Linked DNA regions of Mus musculus: all the other regions are linked to region 3. Evidence: chromatin contacts called from public HiChIP or PLAC-seq and promoter capture Hi-C data. All regions are on one chromosome and are shown on one strand. Each heading gives the region's core, a stretch centred on a gene start, on an enhancer-like site or on the middle of the called end of the contact. The rest is flanking DNA. Distances are from core to core; before and after follow the strand shown. Region 1 holds the start of Sgsh (N-sulfoglucosamine sulfohydrolase (sulfamidase)). Region 2 holds the start of Eif4a3 (eukaryotic translation initiation factor 4A3). Region 3 holds the start of Slc38a10 (solute carrier family 38, member 10). Region 4 holds the start of Fasn (fatty acid synthase). Region 5 holds the start of Ccdc40 (coiled-coil domain containing 40). Region 6 holds the start of Csnk1d (casein kinase 1, delta).

What was found. Promoter capture Hi-C pulls out the DNA fragments that hold promoters and counts their contacts. HiChIP or PLAC-seq counts read pairs in DNA pulled down with a chosen protein or histone mark. Capture Hi-C pulls out chosen DNA fragments and counts their contacts.
Region 1: a promoter capture Hi-C map of liver shows a contact between it and region 3, with 2.0 times the contacts expected there. The contact joins the promoter of Sgsh here to the promoter of Slc38a10 in region 3. A contact is called at or near these places in 1 of 115 datasets of contacts at active chromatin or transcription factors (pancreatic cancer cells) and 1 of 9 other capture datasets (liver).
Region 2: a promoter capture Hi-C map of pre-B cells shows a contact between it and region 3, with 4 times the contacts expected there. The contact joins the promoter of Eif4a3 here to the promoter of Slc38a10 in region 3. A contact is called at or near these places in 3 of 39 promoter capture datasets (the C10 cell line, liver and pre-B cells), 1 of 484 Hi-C or Micro-C datasets (CD4 T cells) and 3 of 115 datasets of contacts at active chromatin or transcription factors (cardiomyocytes, memory CD8 T cells and pancreatic cancer cells).
Region 4: a contact with region 3 is called in a promoter capture Hi-C map of pre-B cells, with 2.2 times the contacts expected there. The contact joins the promoter of Fasn here to the promoter of Slc38a10 in region 3. A contact is called at or near these places in 1 of 39 promoter capture datasets (pre-B cells) and 1 of 484 Hi-C or Micro-C datasets (CD8 T cells).
Region 5: a contact with region 3 is called in an H3K27ac HiChIP or PLAC-seq map of large pre-B cells, with 2.8 times the contacts expected there. The contact joins the promoter of Ccdc40 here to the promoter of Slc38a10 in region 3. A contact is called at or near these places in 1 of 484 Hi-C or Micro-C datasets (embryonic stem cells) and 2 of 115 datasets of contacts at active chromatin or transcription factors (large pre-B cells and pancreatic cancer cells).
Region 6: a promoter capture Hi-C map of pre-B cells shows a contact between it and region 3, with 3 times the contacts expected there. The contact joins the promoter of Csnk1d here to the promoter of Slc38a10 in region 3. A contact is called at or near these places in 1 of 39 promoter capture datasets (pre-B cells) and 1 of 115 datasets of contacts at active chromatin or transcription factors (microglia).

The regions. Positions count from the first base shown.
Region 1 is chr11:119,353,881-119,356,982 of GRCm38.p6, forward strand. Sgsh (N-sulfoglucosamine sulfohydrolase (sulfamidase)) reads right to left here and starts at 1,630. Exons shown (of 8, transcript NM_018822.3): 1 at 1,517-1,630. The coding sequence starts at 1,604. Slc26a11 (solute carrier family 26, member 11) reads left to right here and starts at 1,677. Exons shown (of 17, transcript NM_178743.3): 1 at 1,677-1,755; 2 at 2,928-3,102. The coding sequence starts at 2,971.
Region 2 is chr11:119,298,323-119,301,839 of GRCm38.p6, forward strand. Eif4a3 (eukaryotic translation initiation factor 4A3) reads right to left here and starts at 1,721. Exons shown (of 12, transcript NM_138669.1): 1 at 1,506-1,721. The coding sequence starts at 1,674.
Region 3 is chr11:120,149,424-120,152,789 of GRCm38.p6, forward strand. It overlaps Slc38a10 (solute carrier family 38, member 10), which reads right to left and starts at 1,928. Exons shown (of 17, transcript NM_024249.5): 1 at 1,557-1,928. The coding sequence starts at 1,655. Gm11769 (a long non-coding RNA gene) reads left to right here and starts at 984. Exons shown (of 3, transcript XR_389232.4): 1 at 984-1,291; 2 at 1,415-1,975; 3 at 2,356-3,298.
Region 4 is chr11:120,823,181-120,826,649 of GRCm38.p6, forward strand. Fasn (fatty acid synthase) reads right to left here and starts at 1,367. Exons shown (of 43, transcript NM_007988.3): 1 at 850-1,367. It overlaps Ccdc57 (coiled-coil domain containing 57), which reads right to left. Exons shown (of 19, transcript NM_027745.1): 19 at 3,362-3,469.
Region 5 is chr11:119,226,869-119,230,302 of GRCm38.p6, forward strand. Ccdc40 (coiled-coil domain containing 40) reads left to right here and starts at 1,704. Exons shown (of 21, transcript NM_001364767.1): 1 at 1,704-1,879; 2 at 2,160-2,294. The coding sequence starts at 2,266. It overlaps Tbc1d16 (TBC1 domain family, member 16), which reads right to left and starts at 1,631. Exons shown (of 12, transcript NM_172443.3): 1 at 1,528-1,631.
Region 6 is chr11:120,989,779-120,993,211 of GRCm38.p6, forward strand. Csnk1d (casein kinase 1, delta) reads right to left here and starts at 1,555. Exons shown (of 10, transcript NM_027874.2): 1 at 1,157-1,555. The coding sequence starts at 1,232. It overlaps LOC115486436 (a long non-coding RNA gene), which reads left to right and starts at 1,586. Exons shown (of 2, transcript XR_003949839.1): 1 at 1,586-3,433.

The sequences.
Region 1 (3,102 bases), core at 380-2,879, 800 kb before region 3:
GGGAGGAAGACAGGCAGAAGGACAGGGAGGAAGATGGGCAGGAGGACAGACAGGAGAACAGGCGGAAGGACAGACAGAAGAACAGGCGGGAGGACAGACGGGAGGATAGGTGGGAGGACAGGCAGTAGGACAAGCAAGAGGACAGCCAGGAGAATAGATGGGAGGACAGGGAGGTAGACAGACAGAAGGACAGGGAGGAAGACAGGCAGAAGGACAGGATGGAGGACAGGAGGGAGGACAGATGGGAGAACAGGCAAGAGGACAGCCAGGAGGACAGATGGGAGGACAGGCAGGAGTGGTTGTGTTACGTGTGCCTTCTGTTGCATGCCAGGAAGCCATGCTGCTTGCACACAGAGGTCTCAGCTCTTGCCTCTGACCCTGATCATTCAGTCCTAAAATTCCTGCTGTCATTATCTGAATCCAGTCTTCAACAGTTAAGTGAGGGTGGGGTCCAATCGAACAGGACTGTGGCATTTCTCTGTCAGGTTTGGAAATGAGACAGGTGTCATCAACAATCCAGGAAGGCCTCCCCAGAAACAGAGGGAGGAGCCGGCTCTCTGAACCCAGTCTCTCCATATAATGAAATTGTTAGACTTACATTGGTTTGTTAAAAACCTGGCCTGTAGTGTGGCGTGCATGTGTGCATGCGTGAGTGTGACTCTATTTTCTGCTTTGTCCGTATTTTCCCTGCATGTACATATACAACAGTTACAGATCCCTGTGAGCCGCCATGTGGGTTCTGAGTATTGAACCTGTGTCCTCTGGAAGAGCAGCCACTTCTCCTAACCACTGAGCCACCTCTCTAGCCCTGAGACTGCCAGGTTTTGTTGTGATGGCTGTCCAAGCTGAGACAGGACCGAAGTTCCAGAGCCACACGAACTGGCTCCAGAGGATTCCAGCGCCAATCCTATCCGGTGGATATACACCCTAGGCCGATCTTCGAGACTATCCTTGGAGAGATTGGGGGTAGTGCTGCAAAGACAGCACTGTTTATGTTACAATTAACCAACTGGCTTGCCCAGATACCACAAAGTTTATCAGAAGAGTGGGCCTGGCCCAGAGCCAGACCTCAGAAGGCCTGGGCTGTCACAAGCCAGGCACTGATCACCCAAACAGGAAGTCTCATGAATGCAGGAGGAACTTGGTGGTTTGCGTGGGCATTGGAGTACTGTACTTTTGGGCCAGGAGCTAAGAGAACTGACCAGGGCATCCTGCAAAAACTCGGGGACTCAGGCTATTCTCATTTCTGGAACCTTATCAGAGGTCTGCATGAGTAGCCGGGGTCCACCGGGTCTCCTTGGCAGCTTTGACTACAGATGTGGGAATGCTGGCCAGCTTGGGGATGGCAGAAGCGGGAGGGCCAGACGCATTTAGAGTCACCAGGAAGAGACCTGCAACAGGAGGCTCGGCAAGGAATTGGCGCGCCGGGGTCAGCATGGGCCAGTGGCGGGGAAGAGCCCAGTGGCCGCTTCTGGGAGCAGCAGCAGGTGGCCGTGCCAGGGACGGCGGCACTCACCAACTATCAGTAGCACGTTGCGCGAGTGCGCGCCGCAGAGTCCCAGGACCAACAGAATTGTGCAGCAGGCCAGTCCCGGGCAGTGCATGGCGGCGCCGGTCAGGGTAAGCGGTTCCGGCTCGTCCGCTCCCCACGGTCACGTGCACGGCAGGCCCCGCCCATGTCCTGCCCACTCTGTTTCTGAGATTCCTGCGGACTCAGCTACCGCCACTTCGGAAGACCCTGAGTCTCAGCGTCCGGTGGGTGAATCTGGGTCCTTGTGATGGAGAGAGGGAGTGTGTGGCGGTGTGGGCTGGGGTCACCAGGAGCTGTGGGGCCAGCGCTGAGTCCTCGGGTGAGCCCTACTCCGGGAACCCTCCCTACCGCAAACCATTAGAGTCCGGGCCGCCTTACTCCAGGTTCTCAGACTTGTTTGTGTTCCCCACTGGGACCTCAGCCTCCGTTTCCCAACCCCCCCCCCCCATACCCCACCCCGCGATCCCGGGATCCCGCGCTAGCGGCGGCGTGGGGGTGGGGAGGAGTGGATTTTGTCCAGAGTGTCATTTCCAGGGCTGGGGCGTGTGGACCAGTAATGAGGAGTCAGCTATGGGCTGGGACACGTGTGTGTGTGTGTGTGTGTGTGTGTGTGTGTGTGTGTGTGTGTGTGTGTGTGTGTGTCTGTTCGCCAGGATCTTAGCGGATGCTACGTACCTAGAATTAATTTGAGAGCTTCAGTTAGTCTTTGGAAAACAAAGTAGAATCTTCAGCCCTCCCACCCTTGGGCTATGAATGCCACAAGTGGGTGCTGGGTAAATCTTGACTTCAGGGATGTCACATACTCCCACCCCCTTTCCCCCAACTGCAGCCCTTAGTGGTGGGTGGAGTCCTACCTAACACCTTGGTGGCCCTCTGCGGTGGTGAGGTGTACACTTGGTGAGGTGTAAATCTTGGCTCCTCAGGGCCTCCTGGCTGCCTACCTACACACTCTGCCGGCCAGAGGAAGCCTGAGCCTGCAGGACCTGCTTCTTCTGGGCTGGGATAGTCAGGTTCCCCGGGGAGGGGGTAAAAGAAAGGAGCAGGTTCTTCGGGGTGAAAATGTCGTCTTTAGGCATCCCCTCAAGAGCTAGTTTGCGGGGGGCGGGGAGGGGGGGTTGGTAGGGGTTGACAGTGGAGAGACACCAGAGCTTGGGATCAGGGGCTATGGCCCAGAGATGGGAAAGAGAGGCTGAGGCCTCCCTGAATCCTTGGTGCAGGCCCATGTGCACATTTTGCTGGCTTCCTTTCCCAGATCATGGTGGTTTGGTAAACTTAGCCACCTGGCTCAGCCTCCCTGCCACAAAAGGCAGGCTATGCTCCTGACGCCCTTGGGAAGATAACGCCACCTTCTCCCAAGCTCAGCCCCTGATCACTGCTCCATGTCACCCATGCCCAGCTCTGTGAAAGGTCTGGGTCAGACCAGATCCCCCAGCCTGCACATGGCACCAGACACATGCTGCTGCTCTGCTACGGCCCTGAGGAGGAGGCTACCCGTCCTGGCCTGGGTGCCTGACTACTCTCTGCAGTGGCTGAGGCTGGACTTCATCGCTGGACTTTCCGTGGGACTCACC
Region 2 (3,517 bases), core at 471-2,970, 850 kb before region 3:
GGCTGTGCACCCTGTTAGTCCCAGCAGAGAGGCTGAGCAGGCGGATCTCTATGAATTCAAGGCCAGCTGGTCTACAGAGTGTTCCAGGACAGACAAGACTATGTAGAGACCTGTCTCAAAACAAACAACAACAAAAACACAAGTACTTTCCAAATAAGCAGACATAATTTATACAGAAAAGATGTTGTTGGTTTGCTTTGGTGTGTGTGGGGGTGGTGGGGGGGTGGTGAGGGGTTGTTCAAGATAGGGTTTCTCTAAGTAACAGAGCCCTGGCTATCTTGAACTCACTTTGTAGACTGACCTCTGTCTCCCAAGTGCTGGGATTAAAGCTGTGAGACTGGCTTGTTGTAGTTTATTTTTACACTCTTTTAAGATGTAGCTAGTGACACTTGCCAGCTCAACACAGGACTTGTAATGCTATTCTTGGCTGCCAACTTGCCTACATCTGGGATTACCGAAAACCCAAGCTGGGTATCATTAAAAATGGGAGGGACCAATCTTCCTGGTCTAGTGAGTTCCAGGGCAGCTAGGGCTAGGTAGAGACCCTACCTCAAAACAACAACAACAACAACAATCCTGGCTTGGTGTGGCACACCTTTAACCCCACCATCTGGGAGGCAGAGGCAGGGAATCTCTGAGTTTGAGGCCAGCCTGGTCTACAAAGAATTCCAGGACGGCCAGGGCTCCAAAGAGAAAGTCTCAAAAAAAAAAAGGAAAAAAGAAAAGGACAGAAACAAAAAGACAAAGCTCATTTGGCCTCCCTTAAATGCTCCTAAACACACACCAGCAGCATGACCGACCATTCACTCAAAAAAAAAAAAAAAAAAAAAAAATCCAGCTCCAACTCAACGACAACATCAGCATCTCTCTTCTACAGTCCGGCCATCACCCCCGCCTCCTCTTCTAACTCCAAATCCAGACACCAAGATAAACTTTCAAACTGTAAGCCCGATCCTGTCAATTTTGCTTAGAGCCCTGCAGTGGCTTCCAGCGGTATTTAGGAATGAATCTCAAAATCTTTACCCAGGCGTTTAAAACATGACAGGGGGTTCTTTTTCTGTTCCTGGCACAGGTCTGGCCATGGCTTCGAGAAGCCAGGGTCACCCTGGTGATTATGAACGCCTCTGGGAGCTCTCTCTCGGCTCTTTTAACTGTCCCCTACCAATCTACCTACTCTACCCAGCTGCTCATTCTCTTGTTTTCCCAATTCCCACCGCCTGAAGCACTTTGGCTTCGTGTTTTTCGCCTCCCTAGAAAGCTTTAAACTCCCTAAGGCGAGAACCCACCAGACTTAGAGCCGCGACTTCCCCATCAAAGCTCGGGGCACCTCGGGGGACACACATGGCGATCCGCTCGCTACACGAGCCACTGAAGAGCCTGGCTGACTGCAGCCCCGGGGGAGCAGGCCGGAGCTCTGGGGCGGAGCCGCTCGTCGCCGCCGGGCCTAACCCCGTCCTACCGGGGCCCGGCCCCCAACCTCCCCCGCCTCGAGGCCCGCGCCCCACCGTAGGCGTAGATGCCGCGCAGCAGGTCCTCTCGCAGGCCCATGGTGTCGAACGTGGGGGTCACGTCCACCTCCTCGCTCGTCTCGAACTCCACTTTGGTCATGTCCTCCTCTTTGAGCAGCCGCTTCCGCGCCGAGCCAGACGTCGCCATCGTGGCGTTAGCCGCCATGATCCGGATTCCGCAGAAAGACAACTGCAAGCCGCGGCGGGAACCGGATGTAAGGCGCGCGCCGCCGGCCCGGTCGGGAGGAAGTGACGCGCCGCAGCGCCGCGGAAGAGCGTCAAGAGGGGCGGAAGGCACGGCGCTCCAGGTCTCGCGATATTCCGCGCTCCGCGGGATTCGGCGAGAGGCTGGGCTTGCCGTCGCTAAGCGCCTGCGGCTCTCCGTACTCTCGGCTCCTTGGATGTCCGCAGCCGGCTCGGGATAGGGATGTGGGTCTCTGGGAGGAGCAAGACGGACGCCAGGGTGTCCCCGAGGGTACGGGGCAAGGGAAGATGGCACCGCCCGATGGGCTCCGCGCTCCTTCGCAGCTGACTGCGTTGCCATGGCAACCGCAGCGCTAAGCGGCGGGAGAATCAAGCTGCTCGCCCGGGGTGGCTGGGGAAATCAGTGGGGACCGAGGGGAGAGCAGGGGCCGCCTAAGCTGCCATCACATCTGAGAATCCTTCAGAGCCGCTGACCCCAGTCACTCTGAAGAATCCTGATTTTCAACGTAGGCTCCACAAGGGCTTTGCTCCTTACTGGGGCACGTCTGTCTGTCTGTTTTGTTTGTTTCTGAGGGTGGATCGAGCCGTACCCCGAGTTCTAGCAAACATTCATTTGCACTTGGCCTCTTTCCTTTTTTCTGCTTTTGAGGAAAGATGACTAAATCGTTAAGAGCCGTTACTCCTCTTCCAGGGAACCTTGTTATGCTCCAGCGCTTAGACCGTGTGACTCACAACAGCCTGTCTTCCCCAGCTCCAAGCGATCCAGTACTTCTGGCCTCTGTGGGGGCCACACTCACACAAACACACACTAACACAAATCTTTTAAAGCTACTATAAGAAACCTCATTTTGTGTAGATATGTTTCGTTATAACCAGATTATCTTTTCATGGAGAAGTTGTGGGTTGCAGTATGTCCGCCCAAAAATAAATAAATAAATAAATAAATAAATAAAACAAGTTATCACCTCCTTCCCTAGAGAGCTCTGCTCTTGCTCTGGTATCAGGATTTGTCCAGACCAGGTAAACGATTGAAGACACAGAGCTGGCCACCCTTCTGGGACTAAACAACTGAGTTCCAAGTTCTCTTGCCTTCTCACTCCACAAGGATTTATTCCTGGTGCTCATGCAGTTTGGCAAGCCTGACTTTAAGGGTGGTTTTGCAATCTCTGCTGTAAAGTACACGTGGATTTTAATGACCTCCTAAGAAAAGAATGGAAAGTCTCCATTTCATACTGCCTGTTGAAATGAGTCTAATTATAGTTTGGGGATACTGTTTAAAATGCAGCTTAATTGCACTGTTTGTTACTTCATCAGATGTAACAACTAAAAAGGGCTTTATTGTGTTCCTATTGGGCCACTCTGCTCACATATCTTTGCCTATTGTGTCTGCGTATATTTGTGTATGTTCCTATGGTATGTGTGAGGGGGCAGACCCGTGCTACAGATGCAGATGCAGAGGTCGGGGGACAAATGTGGAGAGTGTGTTCTTTTCTCCCACCTTTAGTGAATTCCAGGATCAAACTCACTGGGGTCATCCCTTAACACAAGCTGTCTTCCCACCTTGCTGTAATTTCTTAGAGTACCCAAGTGATTTGAAGACCTTGGTTTTCTGTAAATCAGTAAGCAGCTGTAATCTATCAGTTATGAACAGTATGCCTTTGTCACTTGCCTTGTTAAAAGTATCTGGTCGACTTGGTTACATTGTATTTTATGCATAAATATCCACGTAAAAGCAACAGTCAAGACTAAGGTGGTGTGTATATACCCTGTGACCCCAGCACTTGGGTGGTGGAGGCAGGAGTGCC
Region 3 (3,366 bases), core at 678-3,177:
GTGTGCCAGCATTATGGAATTCCTCAAGTGTACAGTAAGGTACATATGTTCCTTTACCTCATGAAAATTCATCAAGTGTGCATTTAAAATATATGCAGTTTTCCACACACTAAATACAATAAAATGTTTCTCCTTTTTAATTGCCGGAATCACTAAACAAACTAGCTCTAAACCCAAAGGTTTGTTTTTTTTTTGGTTTTTTTTTTTAGCTCCCCCTAAACACTAAGACATTCCCCACTCTGCTGGACTCATGGCTTTGCCCCAAGGCTCCGGAGGAGATAACAATCTAGTGATAGGAACTGACAGGTTTTAGGCACAGTTTGACTGTTTCTGGTCTCTCTTGCACTGGGTTCCAAGCTCTCCCCAAGCAGATCTTCACTGGGCTCATCATCTCCGTTTGCTCTGGTAGAGGCCTAGCACCTGTGCACAGCCAGGCTCCACAAGAGACTGCTCAACCACCTGAGCCCAAACAGCTAATTTCCCAGTCAGCTATGACAGACCCCAGTAAAGGGTCAGTCACACTTCACAGACAGGCAGCAAGGATGACAGAGTTCACTTGGAGATTCGAAACCAGCCAACACTCAAGTCCCAGGATGCAATTCTGCTGACAGACAGTTTCCATGGACACTGGGACACGTAGGCACTCCAAAGACACCCAAAACCATCCCCCAACAACTCAACACTGGGGTTCACAACACAGATGTCACCCCAGAGGATCTAGCTCTGTCCTCCTGTCTACATCTATTAACCATATCAAATACCCTACCCGGGAACCCTAGATACAGTCTCAATCAGGATAGGTTGTTGAGGATCAAAAACTCATTGATTAAAAAAACTTGTTTTCTATTTTTAGCCTGGGATGTGAACGACAAAACACACGAAGTAGTTGTTAGTCTACTATTAAATTATCAACAACCCATTTTCACTTCCAAATGTCTATCCCGGATTAATCTTCCACCTCATCTCCTGGGAGTCATCAGATAGGAGGAGTGGTCTCTGCCTTGATAACCCACTGTTTCAATAGAACAGGACAGCAGCCCGCGTGGCATGGATGAGCGACGGGGAACCCCGCCACTCCCTTTGTTAAGAGAGTCATTACCCAATTTGACGTTTCCATCTGCTTCCGCAACTCACTGGCAGACACAACAAAGCCACGTAGAAATGACCATCTTTTCATGTGGCATTCAACACAGAAATAACACCAAACTTTTTTGTATGCCGGCTTTTCCAACTGCGGTGACACATGATACAGATCAGACCAAACGAATGCTTTAAATCGCCTTGAGTAAAGGTGAGTAGCCGAAGCCGAGGACCGGCATGCTTCCGTGCCATGCAGTCGGTCAGAGTCAAAAACAGGACCAACAAAACCACTATCAATCCGCTAACGTATCCTTCTCTGTGCCTTTCCGTACAGTGTGAGCAACCGCTGAGCGCGCAGATCCGGACCGCGACTCGCTTCGGGGACGTTGCTTGGGTCTCTTCCCGACCCGCGGTGCTCACACCCCCTTCCCACCAAACGAGCACTTCAACCTGATGCCCCCGCGCCCTCGACTCACCTGCTTGAAGCAGAAAGGCATGGTGAGCACGCTGACGCCCACGATGCTGTTCACCACGTTCGTGATCAGCCCCCACTTGGAGGTGGAGGCGGCCGTCATTTTGAGGGTCTAGGGACCAGGACAGAGCGACCCTAGATAACCCTAAACCTGAAGCAGGGGGGGCCGCGGACAGGCGTCGCGAGGTCAGCCTCCAGACCCTGCCAGGCTCCGCAGCAGCCTCATAGCCATGGTTCCAGGTTCCCGCCTCCGCCTCCCCAGAGTGAAGCGGGAACCCGGAAGCGCCGCAGGCAACGCTAGCAACACCTCAGCTCCGCTTCGCTGCCTCCGGCACCCAAACTTCCGCCTTCGGAGCCTACTCTACCAGGAAGTGACGGTATCAAAGGGCGGGATGAGGCGGGACGCCAGCCAACTAGAAGTAGGTGTGTATGCCCGAGGAGGCGTGGTTTGGGTGGGCCCAGAGGCGGAGCTAGGCGTAACTCTGGCCAATAAGAAGTATGTGGGGGGAGGGACGGCGGGACGTGGGGCGGGGTCTGAATCAGGGCGGGGCTACAATCTGGGTTAGGGGTTCCAGGCTTAGACTAGTGACTGTGGCCGCTGGTAGAAGAGTCATTTGCTGGGTACAACCTCTAGTGGAACAACAGGAGAGAAAGAGAAGGACTACCTTTCAGGTGAGGAGTGGGCTCTTGAGGGTTAATTTTCAGGTCCTTGCGCACAGGAAGGATTTTGGGTCACAATTGGAGGACCTGTCTAGACTGAATGCCAACTTATTGGGACAAAATTAGCACTTAACGTTTTACAGATAAAAATCATCGGGACACCGGGAGGTTCAGAGACTCAGCAAAGTCACAACAGCCTGGAGGAGGGAGCATGGAGATGTGTCTGTTTGATACGCTAAGTGGGTGAAAATGGTCTACTGCCCTAATATGAAAGAAAACCAGAGGAAAGGTAAAAAGGAGAGACTAGGGAAATCTAGGATTTCAAGAGATGGTGGCTTCTGTACTGGAAGGACTAATGAGAATTCTTCCTGGAGTAATGGACATTAAAGAGACTAGAGAAAAGAGAACGCTCCAACACCTAAGTGGATTACTGGCACCTGGCAGTGTTCTTTATGGTGGTGTCTGTGGTGAATGAAGGCCTAGGGACCTGAGGTCCAAGAAAGACCCCACAATGATTCCAGGAGGCCAGAGCTGTGCATGCAAGGAGGAACTTCAAGCTGCCTAAAGAGGCTCTCCTAGAAAACAATTTGAGGCCCATGCAAGATCTCAGACAAGGGACAAATTCTTCCAGCATCAGGCAGAGCAGCTTCTAGAGATGAGAGAGAGAGAGAGAGAGAGAGAGAGAGAGAGAGAGAGAGAGAGAGAGAGAGAAAGGAAAAGCTAGAAAGAGCAATTGGTGGCATGAGCCATTAATCCCAGCGTTCAGGAGGCAGAGACAAGCAGCTCTCTTGAGTTTGAGGACAGCCTGGTCTACATAAGTGAGTTCCAGGACAGCCATGGCTACGTGGAGAAACCCTGTCTCGAACAAAAAAAAAAAAAAAGGAGTAATTGAATACAAAGCCAGAATAGGGTTGGAGAGATGGCTCAGTGGTTAAGAGCACTGACTGCTCTTCCAGAAGTCCTGAGTTCAGTTCCCAGCAACCACATCATAATGGGATCCAATGCCCTCTTCTGGTGTGTCTGAAGACAGCAACTGTGTACTCATATACATTAAATAAATAAATCTTTAAAAAGAAAAAACCAAAATACTAAGTGTCTGTATTCATCGTTTGTAAGTGAAGTCATTGTCCACAATCTATCTGACCCGTTTCTGT
Region 4 (3,469 bases), core at 117-2,616, 670 kb after region 3:
AAACAGAAGTGGGGCTTCAAGAAACAGGGTCTGGGGCACTCTCACCTTAAGCCACGGGGAAGCCAGCGCGCTTCCCTTTCACGAAGAGGGTGGAGACTGACTGCCGTTCAGTGCCAGCCAGGACGCCAGGCTTGGTTAGGACCCAGAGGGAACAGGCCCGACAACTAGTGAGTGCCCAGGCCTAGCAGGGCTGAGGCAAACCGATCCCCTGCCAATGGACCCTTTCAGCAAGGTCCGACCTGGAATACTACTCTCAGCTTGGTGCGGTTAGGGGAAAGGTGAAGCCTCTCGCCATCTGGTCGAACACTTTGTAACCTGGCCGAGGCAGCAGAAGGATCTGCTAGATCCTCCTGTCCCTAAGGCACTTGCCCAGGGCAGTTCAGGCCTTGCAACCGTAGTCCAACGAGAAGGCTTCCGTGCCACCCAGCCGGTGAGGCCTGGATGGTCTGATGACTTCCGCTGAGGCCCCTGGGGCCTCGTGCGCACCCAGACCCGCATCTGCCTTCTCCAAGCTGAAGCCCGGGTACCACCGCGGCCTCCTGCGCCCTGCCAAAGCCGCCCAGTGCGAGTGAAGGCCCCGGCCCCATCCACGAGGCGCCCAGACTCCTGCACCCGGTTGGCGCGGCGCCCACGTGACAGCGGCCCGCCGCGCTGGCTCTCCGCACACCCCTCCCGCGCCCCTCTCGGCCTGATCGCGGAGCTCAGCCCGGTGGCTGGCTGTCGGAGGGGCGCGGCGGCGCTTTTGTGAGCGCAGGGGTGCCGAGGATGGGCGCCCGCCTATCCTTCCACTGGAGCCGTGGCATCCCGACACCGGCCTGCCGCCCCGGAACCCCGAACGCAGCGGCGTACCTGTCTGGGCTCTGGAGGCAGACGACAAGCGAGGAGCGCGGCAGGCGAACTGGACGGGACGCCGCTGCCGTCTCTCTGGCTCCCTCTAGGCCGCGCCGGCGCTATTTAAACCGCGGCCATCCCCGCGCGGCCACGCCACATGGGCTGACAGCTTGGCTGCGCCGCCCAGGCCAATGAGCGTCGGGGCTGCGCCCCGGGACCCGGCGCGCCGCCGCCGGTGGGGTGATGCCCGCGCGCGCCGCCCCCAGCCGGGACCCTGCACGGGCGCGCGCTGGAGCACAAGGAACGCGCAGCCCCCGCCTGCTTCCGTCCCCGCCCCCGGCCTCGCGCGGGCCACGCGGGGCTCATCCCGACGCCCTCATCTCTGTCCTCCCACCCCCACCCCCTCGCGGCCGGTGCCAGGTGTGCACTGTGCGCGCGCAGTGTGGGTCGGGCGTGCTTGGTCACACTGGAAACTCTGCACTGAGGAGGACACCAGGGCCACGCGGGGGGACAGGTCCGTGTCGCTGCGATTCCACGCCGCGATCGTAGCGCGCGCGGAACCGAGGGGCGTGGCCTGCTCCACATCGAAACCAATTGGACACCGAGGCCGTTCTCGGTGGCCCAATGGCGGCGCGCGGGTGGGCGTTGCTAGGCAATAGGGTGATGGGCCGGCAACAGCGGCAAAGCACTTCGCGGGCCCCCGCGCAAGCGCGGTCGTTGACCCTGGCGGAGGGCGCCTCAGGCGGGGTTACTACCGGTCATCGTGGCCCAGCTTTCTCGGACTCCCACCCTCTGTGGCCACCTTGGAGACCAGGATGCGGGCAGGGACGGGAGCAGTAGGCAGGATAGGGAACACTGACGGGCGCGTGTGGCGGCCTCCGGAGTCCGCTCAGTGTCCAGGCGCGGCCATCTGGCGAGCGGGATACCACCCCTCCCCCGCCTGGTGGGAACAAAGGAGCTGCTGCGCGCCTCCCTGAGTTTCCGGGACCCTCTCCCTCCCTCCCTTTAAATTCCTCTTTTCAAAGGGTTATCGAATTTGGGGGCGGGGGATGACAAAACTCACCGTCCAAAAAGACACAGACTTCTCAGGGTTGGGTCCCTTGAGTGCCTAGAGAGGTTGTTCCCTTCCCTCCTGTCCTTCCACTACAGGCCCAGGCCACTAAGACTGACCTCCTTATGGGGTAATGGCCCGGGAGTGGGGGGGAGGGGGAAGGGGGCTAGTGTCAGTGGTCCTTGACTGCAAGTCTATAGCAAAAGCCAGAGCCTCAGAGCCTTGCTTGTCAACCCTGGCTTCTAGCTTCTCCAACTTGGCTATCCACCCAGGCTTTCTGTGGAAGGAGGCTAAGCAGGGACCCTGAAGGGCAGCCTATAGGACTGGCAGGTGTATTCTGCCCATAAGCTGGCTTGCCCCCAAGCTCTCCCATTTTGCCCCTATGCCTTTGTGGGTGTCTTTGGGTTTCAGGGCCAGCCTAGGAAAGTTTTACAAAAGGCCTGTACACATACTAGCCAGAGCAGTCCCACCCCAGCTCCTGGTGCCTTGAGATAGGTCATGTTTGCCTTCTCACTGGCCAGGCTGCTGGCCAACCCTAAGTGGTCAGCAGAGCTCTGCCCTCTGCAGCTGTCAGGGTCTCAGCTGGAGGAGATGTAACCCAGGGATGCAGAGTCTGGGCCGTGCACAGAGCAGGATGCTGAGGGCAGAGCAAACTTCTCTGATCATCTTTTCACCAAAGGAAGTTGCATGGCTACATCTCAGAAACACGTGACAAACAAAGTGGATTGCCAGATGTGGATATGAGAGAGCCACGTCAGGATGGCCTGCCATGGCCCCTGCCAGTCGTGAAAACAGCACAGTGTACCTAGGTGGGCTCTTGTAAAAGCATCCTATGGCTCTCTCTTTGCATATGCACCTTGAGAGCTACCTACTACAGACCCACAGCAGGAGTGATCTGCAGATGTCTGCTACCTAGGCCTGAGTTATTCAACTGGCATCCAAGACCACATTACTGAGTGTGGGCTTCCCTGTAATGTTGTGATGGCCCACCATGTGAGCCAGCCAGCCTGGAATCACTGTCAGGATTTTACACACAGAGATGCAAAAATGAAGCTGCAAGAGTCACATGATTAGTCAAGGACACACAACAACCTGGACCTGGGAGCTGCCTGGACCCTGCAGCCCTGTGTGTCTGATACCCAGCAAGGCTAAGGCCATGGGCCTCTTTAAGTCATGCTATGGACAGGAAGTGGTCAGGCAGGTCTCATGAGGTTTTCAGTAGGCAGATGGGTCTGGTTCCGAGACTGGGCCTCTGGGTGGCCAGGCCCATGCTCCCGGGAGGACCTCTCATACAGTGTTCCTTGGGGACATACTTTGCAGGTGGCCACTCTATTCTGCCCACCAGGCTCTGGAGGACAGTGTCACCGACAGGGCGAGTGCACAGTGGCTGTGGGTGGTGACAGGCAGGGGGCAGAGGCCAGCCCAGGATCCAGCCTGCATTCCCCAAGTAGGACAAGACAGACAACTTCACAGGCCAAACAGATGGAGGAGGCTTTAATTGCTCTTTAGCATCAGAAAGGCCATCATTTGGGATGCTGTCCTGTGCTCACAACCCACCTGTATACCATGTGTATTCTCACTCCCAAC
Region 5 (3,434 bases), core at 454-2,953, 920 kb before region 3:
AGGCCAGCCAAGTCTGTGCTGGGTCACATGGCATCATGTGACATCATCTTGGGGTAAATGTGAGTAAAATAGTTCTGTGGATAAAGGTGACTGCTGCCACCAAGCCAGAGGGCCTGGGTTTGAGTCCTCTCAAGACTCATGTGGTGGGAAGACAGAACTAAGCTCCACAAGCTGTCCTCTGAGCTCCATACAGGCACCACCAAGACACATGTGGGCACACACACCCCACACAATAAATAGTCATAATAAAAAATGTGGTTTTGAAAGCTTATAAACTGCAGCTCTTTCACGGGCCTGTTTTCGCACAACGAAAACCCACACATGGTGATCCGAGGCTGTTAACAGACACCGTGATTGCCAGGAGAGTCAACAGTTCCCAAGAAGAACTTCCTAGCTATACTCAAGACATTCCACTCACCAGAAAGCTATGGGGGGGGGGGGGGGACAAAACAAACAAACAGAGAAAAAACCCATAAGTACTGCTCAGCTAAGAGATCCATCCCCAGCAACCAGCTAAGAACCAACTCTGGTAAATTCCCAATGGGTGAATCTTAGCCGGCCCCTGTGCCCAAAGTCACCGCACCACTAAGTTCAATATTCGCTATCAAGGTTAATGTCAATATTTCTTCCAAGAGCTACATACATAGTTTCTTTTAAATTCTTTGATCAGTTATTAAGATTTAGAGTGGAGCCCCTAGTCCCCGGCTCTTTGCACCCATGTTCTGACCAGTATGCTTGGTGACAGGACACTTCCCCTCTCTCTCTCTTTCCTGATAAAGGAAGTTGACAGAGTCCATGGAACAAACTTTAACAGAGTCAAGAGACGCTTTTCTATTCCCCTATTTCTGAACGGAACCTGGACTAGATTGTGGCCAACATGTGACACCGACTTCGGAGGAACAGGCTTTTCTCACCGCGCGTTCTGGCAGGGTTCCGTGGGTTATTTTTAGCAATCTTAAATTGCCCTTTTTTCTTTTTATACTATCCCTTTTTTTCTTTCTTTCTTTTGAGGAAAGAGAGAGAGAGAGAGAGGCGCGCAGGCTAAAAAAGAAGCGAGGATCCTGACATGGGGCCTCTTAAATAGCCCTGACCATTTCCCCCTAGTGCCCCAACGCTAAGACCGCACACGCCCCAGGAGGGCATGGCACACCTTGGGGGCTCTGTCTGACAGTGCAGGAACCCCATAAGTTCTTCGCATGCTCAGACCAGCCAGCAAGACAAAGACCGCAAGTGCCCCGGCCCACAGCTCCAGACAGGCGAGGACCGAGTCTCCTCGAGTGGGCCCACTCCCAAAGCAGAGAGTCTCACTCGAGGGTGGAGTTCCCAGGGCGTCCCCAGCAAGATCCGGGTTCCTCCGCATCGCCCCCGCCCAGAGCCCAGAGCCGGTCCCCCAGCCACTCCCGGACCCCCGCGCAGCAGGCCCGGGTCCGGTGCGTGCAGATTCCAGGGTACCCAGGAACCGCCACGTCGTCCCGAGTGGACCCCAAAATCCCCGGCCCGCGATCCCAGAAGAACCCTGATACCCACCCGGGTCCCGCCGCGAGGGCTGGACACGCGCCGGCTCCAGGAGCCACCACCGCCGCCGCCACTGCCACCGCCGCCGAAAGCGAGGCGCGGCGGGGAGGGAATATGGAGAGGCCGTCCCCGCTCCGCCTCCGCTCCGCCCCCGCTCCGCCTCGCTCCGCCCCGGGGCCCAGCCCCGCTCAGCCCGGAACGCCAGGCACTAACTCCAACCTCAGGGTCCTGCGCATCCGTCGACCCCTGCTCGGGGCTTTCTGCTGACTCTGCAGGATCTCGCCACGCGCCTAGTACCCCGGACCCTGCCCTGGATGGGAGCCCTGTGCCCTCGATCCGAAAGGCAGGGCCTCCCTGTACCCATGTATGCGCTCACCCCTTGCATTTCTATTTCTCAAACTTAGGGTTACGAAGGAATGATGCTCCCCAAAAGGTACTGGTTCTTGAGTAACCCAAAGCTGGAAGTGGAAGAGCCAGAGCTAGGCGCGTTTCCCGGACCCAGCATCCCCAACCTGCCTGCCACTTTCTTTGAGTCCCTGAACATCATCAGGGTCACTCTACGGGAACTAAGTCCAGCCGGGAAAGTCTGGGACACATGGCGACGGACAGGCAAAACACATTTGTTCTTTAATGTGTTTGCTTAGTGTTTCTGTGTGAATCGATGGACGCTGCCAGACCCCGCCTCCTGCGGTCTTGGAGCACGCGGTCCAGACTTCGCCGGATGTTGATGGCGTAGCCTAGCAACGAGAGATGGCGGAGCCGGAGGACCAGGCTGACGGGTAAGCCCCGCAGGAGGGATAATAAACCCACCAGATGTTTTCACTAAATTTCTGCACGCAGGTACCCCCACCCGGACCGCCTTCTCCTTCACTTCTGTGCCCCTTCCCGCTCTTCTCCACTTTCTGGACCTGTCCTACACTACCCAACCCACGCTCCCCCATGTCCCCTATCTCTTGCACCTTCTGTTCTTTGTCCTTTTCAAGCGCCCCCCACCCCCCATCATTCCTTACTCCTAGCCCCTGCTTCTCCTGGACTACAGACTTTAACGCCCCGCGGTAACCATGGCAACCATCATGCTTGATAAACCCGCTGCAAAGCAGGACTTGGATGGATGGGACGCCGTTCAGTATTACAAGAGTGGGAAGAAAGGAGGAGCAGTAGCTCCGTTGGGATTGGGCTAGGCCCATACCTCCCCCTGCAAGATGGATTCCCCTCACCCCCATCATGGTCTTGAGGGATAGACTGATCCCCATCACTGAGTGAACCCCAAAATGCTGTTGCCGGCACTGTTTTAGGTTTTGTGCAAAACAAAAGCAAGTTTAAACAGTTCTATTTGCTCAGACTTTTCTGGGTTGTTTCATATAGTTAAAGTCCTTATGGACACCCATGGAAACACATCCAGAGTATATCCCACGAGAAGGCTAACTGTGAAGCCACAGGTATAGAATGAGCTCCAACTTGGGGAAGACTTGAAATGCAAAGATTCTGAGCAAAGGCAGGTGCACAAAATGCCTGCTCCAGTGGTGCTGGGAAGCAGAGGGGGGAATAGCCCAAGCTCTCATTGTCTGTGAAGCAGAAATCTGTATTCGTTTGTTTTTTAGAAAGCTAGCTTAGCTTTTTAAATAGTCTTAAATATTGCATGTGGCATATTTGTAGAAGTGGTGTGTGTGTGCACGCGCGTGTGCGCACATTCGTGCAGAAGCCAGAGGAAGATTCAGGCGTCCTGCTCTATCTATCTCTACCTTATTCTCTTGAAGCAGAACCTCTCATTGAGCCTGGAGCTTGACTGGTGGCCAGCAAGCCTTAATAGTCCTCCTGCCTCAAACCCTCACAGTGCTGGAGTTCAGGCACAAGCAACTGTGCCTAGCTCTTACGTGACTGCTGGGGGTCCAGACTCTAGTTCCTAACTAAGTTTTTGA
Region 6 (3,433 bases), core at 305-2,804, 840 kb after region 3:
AACAGGAAGTTCACCACCAGAAGGCTCCAAGTTCTCAAGGGGCTTTGGAATAACATAATTCTACTAAGAAATGCAGGGGGAAGTTTGTATTTAAAAATCCCCAACTATCAGGTTTAAGCAACCCTAAGCAACCCTCATGTCTACCTTGAGAATTCTGAGAGCCATCATGAGAACTTCCTTCCACACCACTTCTCTCCCCTCTGTTCTGCCTACATCTCGACATTGAATGCATCTGCATTCATCAAAACTTCATTCCTGTTGATTTCCGGGTGTCCAGTAGTCAACTTAGATGCTCAACATATCCTCAAGACCCCAACCAAACCAAGGCCTTTCAGGCCAGGCACAGGGAACATTTTCAGTCCTGATTTGGAGGAGAGTGGCAGCCAGGAGGCTATGGGTGATCCCTTTAGCGGGTCAGCTAAGTGGAGATGCCATTGTGGAAAAGAGCAGGCCCAGACTGCTCCAAGAACCCTCAGAAATCAGCCGGTCGTTTCCCCCATTTCTGACCGGGACACTCCCCACCTCCACACTACATCTGGCTTATTTTGACATTTCTCCCCCACACATGAAAACATCCAGGACGCCACTGCAGAGCTGAGGAACAGCACCAGACCCTTGGCGGAGCAGAGCATGGCCTTTGTTTACTGCGGTGACCTTAGGTGGGGGAGGATGCTGACGCCCGGCCCAGGCCCTGCCCCCTCCGGGCCCCACCCCCAGCCTGCTGCCCTCCCCTGCCCCGCTCTCCCCTCCCCCTCCCCGCTGTCCCCCCCCGGCCCCCGCCCCCAGTCCTTTTCCCACGCCCTCTGACACCCCACCACCGAGGCCCGCTGGCCCCCGCCTCTAGGCCTCCTTCTTCCTCTCCCGGGTCCCCGACCATCCCCAGACACGCTCCGAGCTCTGCCCCCCGGCCTGCAGTCCCCAAGACCGGCCTGTCCTTCCAGCCCTTCCCCGCACCCCACCCCGACCCGCCGCGCCGCGCCCAGCCCCCCGGCCGCGCTCGCACAGCGGCCGTTGGTGTCTGGCCGAGGCCGGTGCCCGGGCCCTCGGCTGCGGGGATGCCGAACGTCCACTCCGGCCCTCCGCAGGCCTCGGCCTGCCGGGGACCCCGCCCGCCGATCCGCAAGGCCCCCGGGCGCTCGATGGCGCCGGGCCTCACCGAGATAGATGTCTCCGAAGGAGCCGCTGCCGATCTTGCGGCCCAGTCGGTACCTGTTCCCGACCCTCAGCTCCATGGCAGCGGTGCGGCTCGCTACTGCCCGCCCGGCCGCTTCCTGGGTCTGCGCTCCGGGAGGCGGCGCCGCTGCTGCCGCTACTGCGGGTCCGGTCCGACTCCGCCCCCCTCACGGCCCCGCTTTCACCATCGCTTTCCGGTCGCCCCGTCGCTCTCAGCGCCTCAATACGGGGCGGATGGGACAGTCCGAGCGCCGCCGCCGCTGCTCCGGCCCTTGCCGGCCCCGCTCGCCCTCTCCCCGCCGCGGATGGACTCGGATCTTCCGGGCCTAAATCCCCCTTCAGCTGCCTAAAGGAGCCGCCGCCATCGCGCTGTGACGTCACTTCCCCTAGCAACCCAAGGGGGCGGGGCCACCGTGCTCGGGGGCGGGGCTTGGCTACTTGATGGATTGCGCAGTCGCAACCAGGCCTGTTTCTCTGTCCCAGTGTCCACCGTTCCCGCAGGATGACTCCAGCTGGTCTCTTTGGTCTTCCCATTTGTCTCCAATAGAAGTCCGAGGAAGCTAAGCCATGTGTGGTAAGAAATGCCTGTAGTTCCAGCCCTTGGGAGTTCGAGACCAGCCTGGGCTATAGCGACCCTGCCCCTAAACAGGCAGAGAGAAGCCGAATAGCAGTTCCTTTTGTAGACCCCGGGAAAGGCCCTTTACAGATAGGGGAAAAGGGCAGAGAGGGCGGTCCAGGCCTAGCTCTGAGATCACAGGTAGACAGTTAGCTTTTGTAGGAATCACCAGTTGTGGGCTTTGAATGGTGCAAAACGTGCCTGCTGCTGCCTGCCAGCTTCTTGCACACAAGGGTGGAAGAAAAGAGGTCTTCCTGGGACCCACTGTGGGCAGGAAGGTCAGTGTTGAGTTCACTGAGGGTGTAGAGGGTATGTCTCAGACTCTGATCGCTCTCCAGGGCTGTCTGCCTGGAGAGAGAGTCAACATTTTTATCTGGTCTGCATTGGATCTGCATGTTCCCCTGGCAAACACAAACATGAATTCTGAAGTTCAGGCTGACGGCCAGCTTCCAAGACTTGGCTGTCCATTCTGACCACTGAGGAGGGACTCTGGAGGAGCTACCACACAGGAGGTGCCCCCTAACCAGGAGGGGACAACCTTCCAAATAGATGCTTTTCTAGGCCCACTCTCACCCAGCCAGAAACACGAGAGTCACAGATGAGTGTAATGCTTCTATTTGGTCAGCTAGCACCCGTAGCATCTGCACAGGGTATCACGCTGCATGACAACTCAGCAGCCCTGCAGAAGCACGTGGAGCTGACATGTCTTCTAGTCTCCCAGCTCCACCACCCTTCCTTTTGGTGGTCCTGCAGTGCCTGCCTGCACACAGTTGGCAGTCAGGTTGGGGAGCATTACACAGCCGGAGACAGAAGACACCACAAGGCAAACTGAAACCAGTGGTCACTGAGCGGCAGGTATGGGAACTGCCTAGCTTTTTAGTCCAGGAGTCAGAGCCAGATGCGGCCAAACTAGTAAAAATAATCTTACTGACAGAATTCAAGTATAATTTTTTTTCTGTTGATGAACAATACCTAACTTCATCTGAGAAGCCCCTATATTGAACTGAAAACAGCAAACCTGGTATCTGGCCTAACCTCTCTCTTACCAACCTCGGGCCTGATCTTTGCCTAGCGGTCTTCCCTCTGGGAGCACCTGCTCTGTCTGGAATAGAGAGCCGAGGGTGTGAGCTGCTGCGTGCCTAGGGCTCTGCACACCCTTCTTATTACTTGTATACAGGACAGTCAGCTGATAAAGTGACCAAAGTTCTTGCTGCGTTTTACTTACTCGATGGTCAGAAGGAGGCAGTGCACGGAAGAGGCCCCAGGCAGGATCAATGCTCTGGGTTTTGAAGGTCATTTGCAAGTGTCCTGTGCTGGGGTTCTTGGCTTCTCATCACAGTCCCTTGCTGCAGAATGTGTGTGCCAAAGCCATCGCCATCCCCTGGGCATGCCGGGCAGAGATTGCACTGACTGAGATCATGGTGGCTCTTCACCACGGGCACCTCTGAAGTTTAGGTTCTTTCTATACTTACACAATCTACCCTCTCACAACGCTGCTAGTAATTTGAACACTCTTGAGAGGGGGCCAAGTGTTAGGCCTGTAGACCCTTCTCCTGCAGTAACAATGCCCACGCAAAGGCCTACACAGGTGCTTTAGCAAACATGCTGTGTTCTGCTGGAAATAGCCTTGTTAGCTTTCTGGTT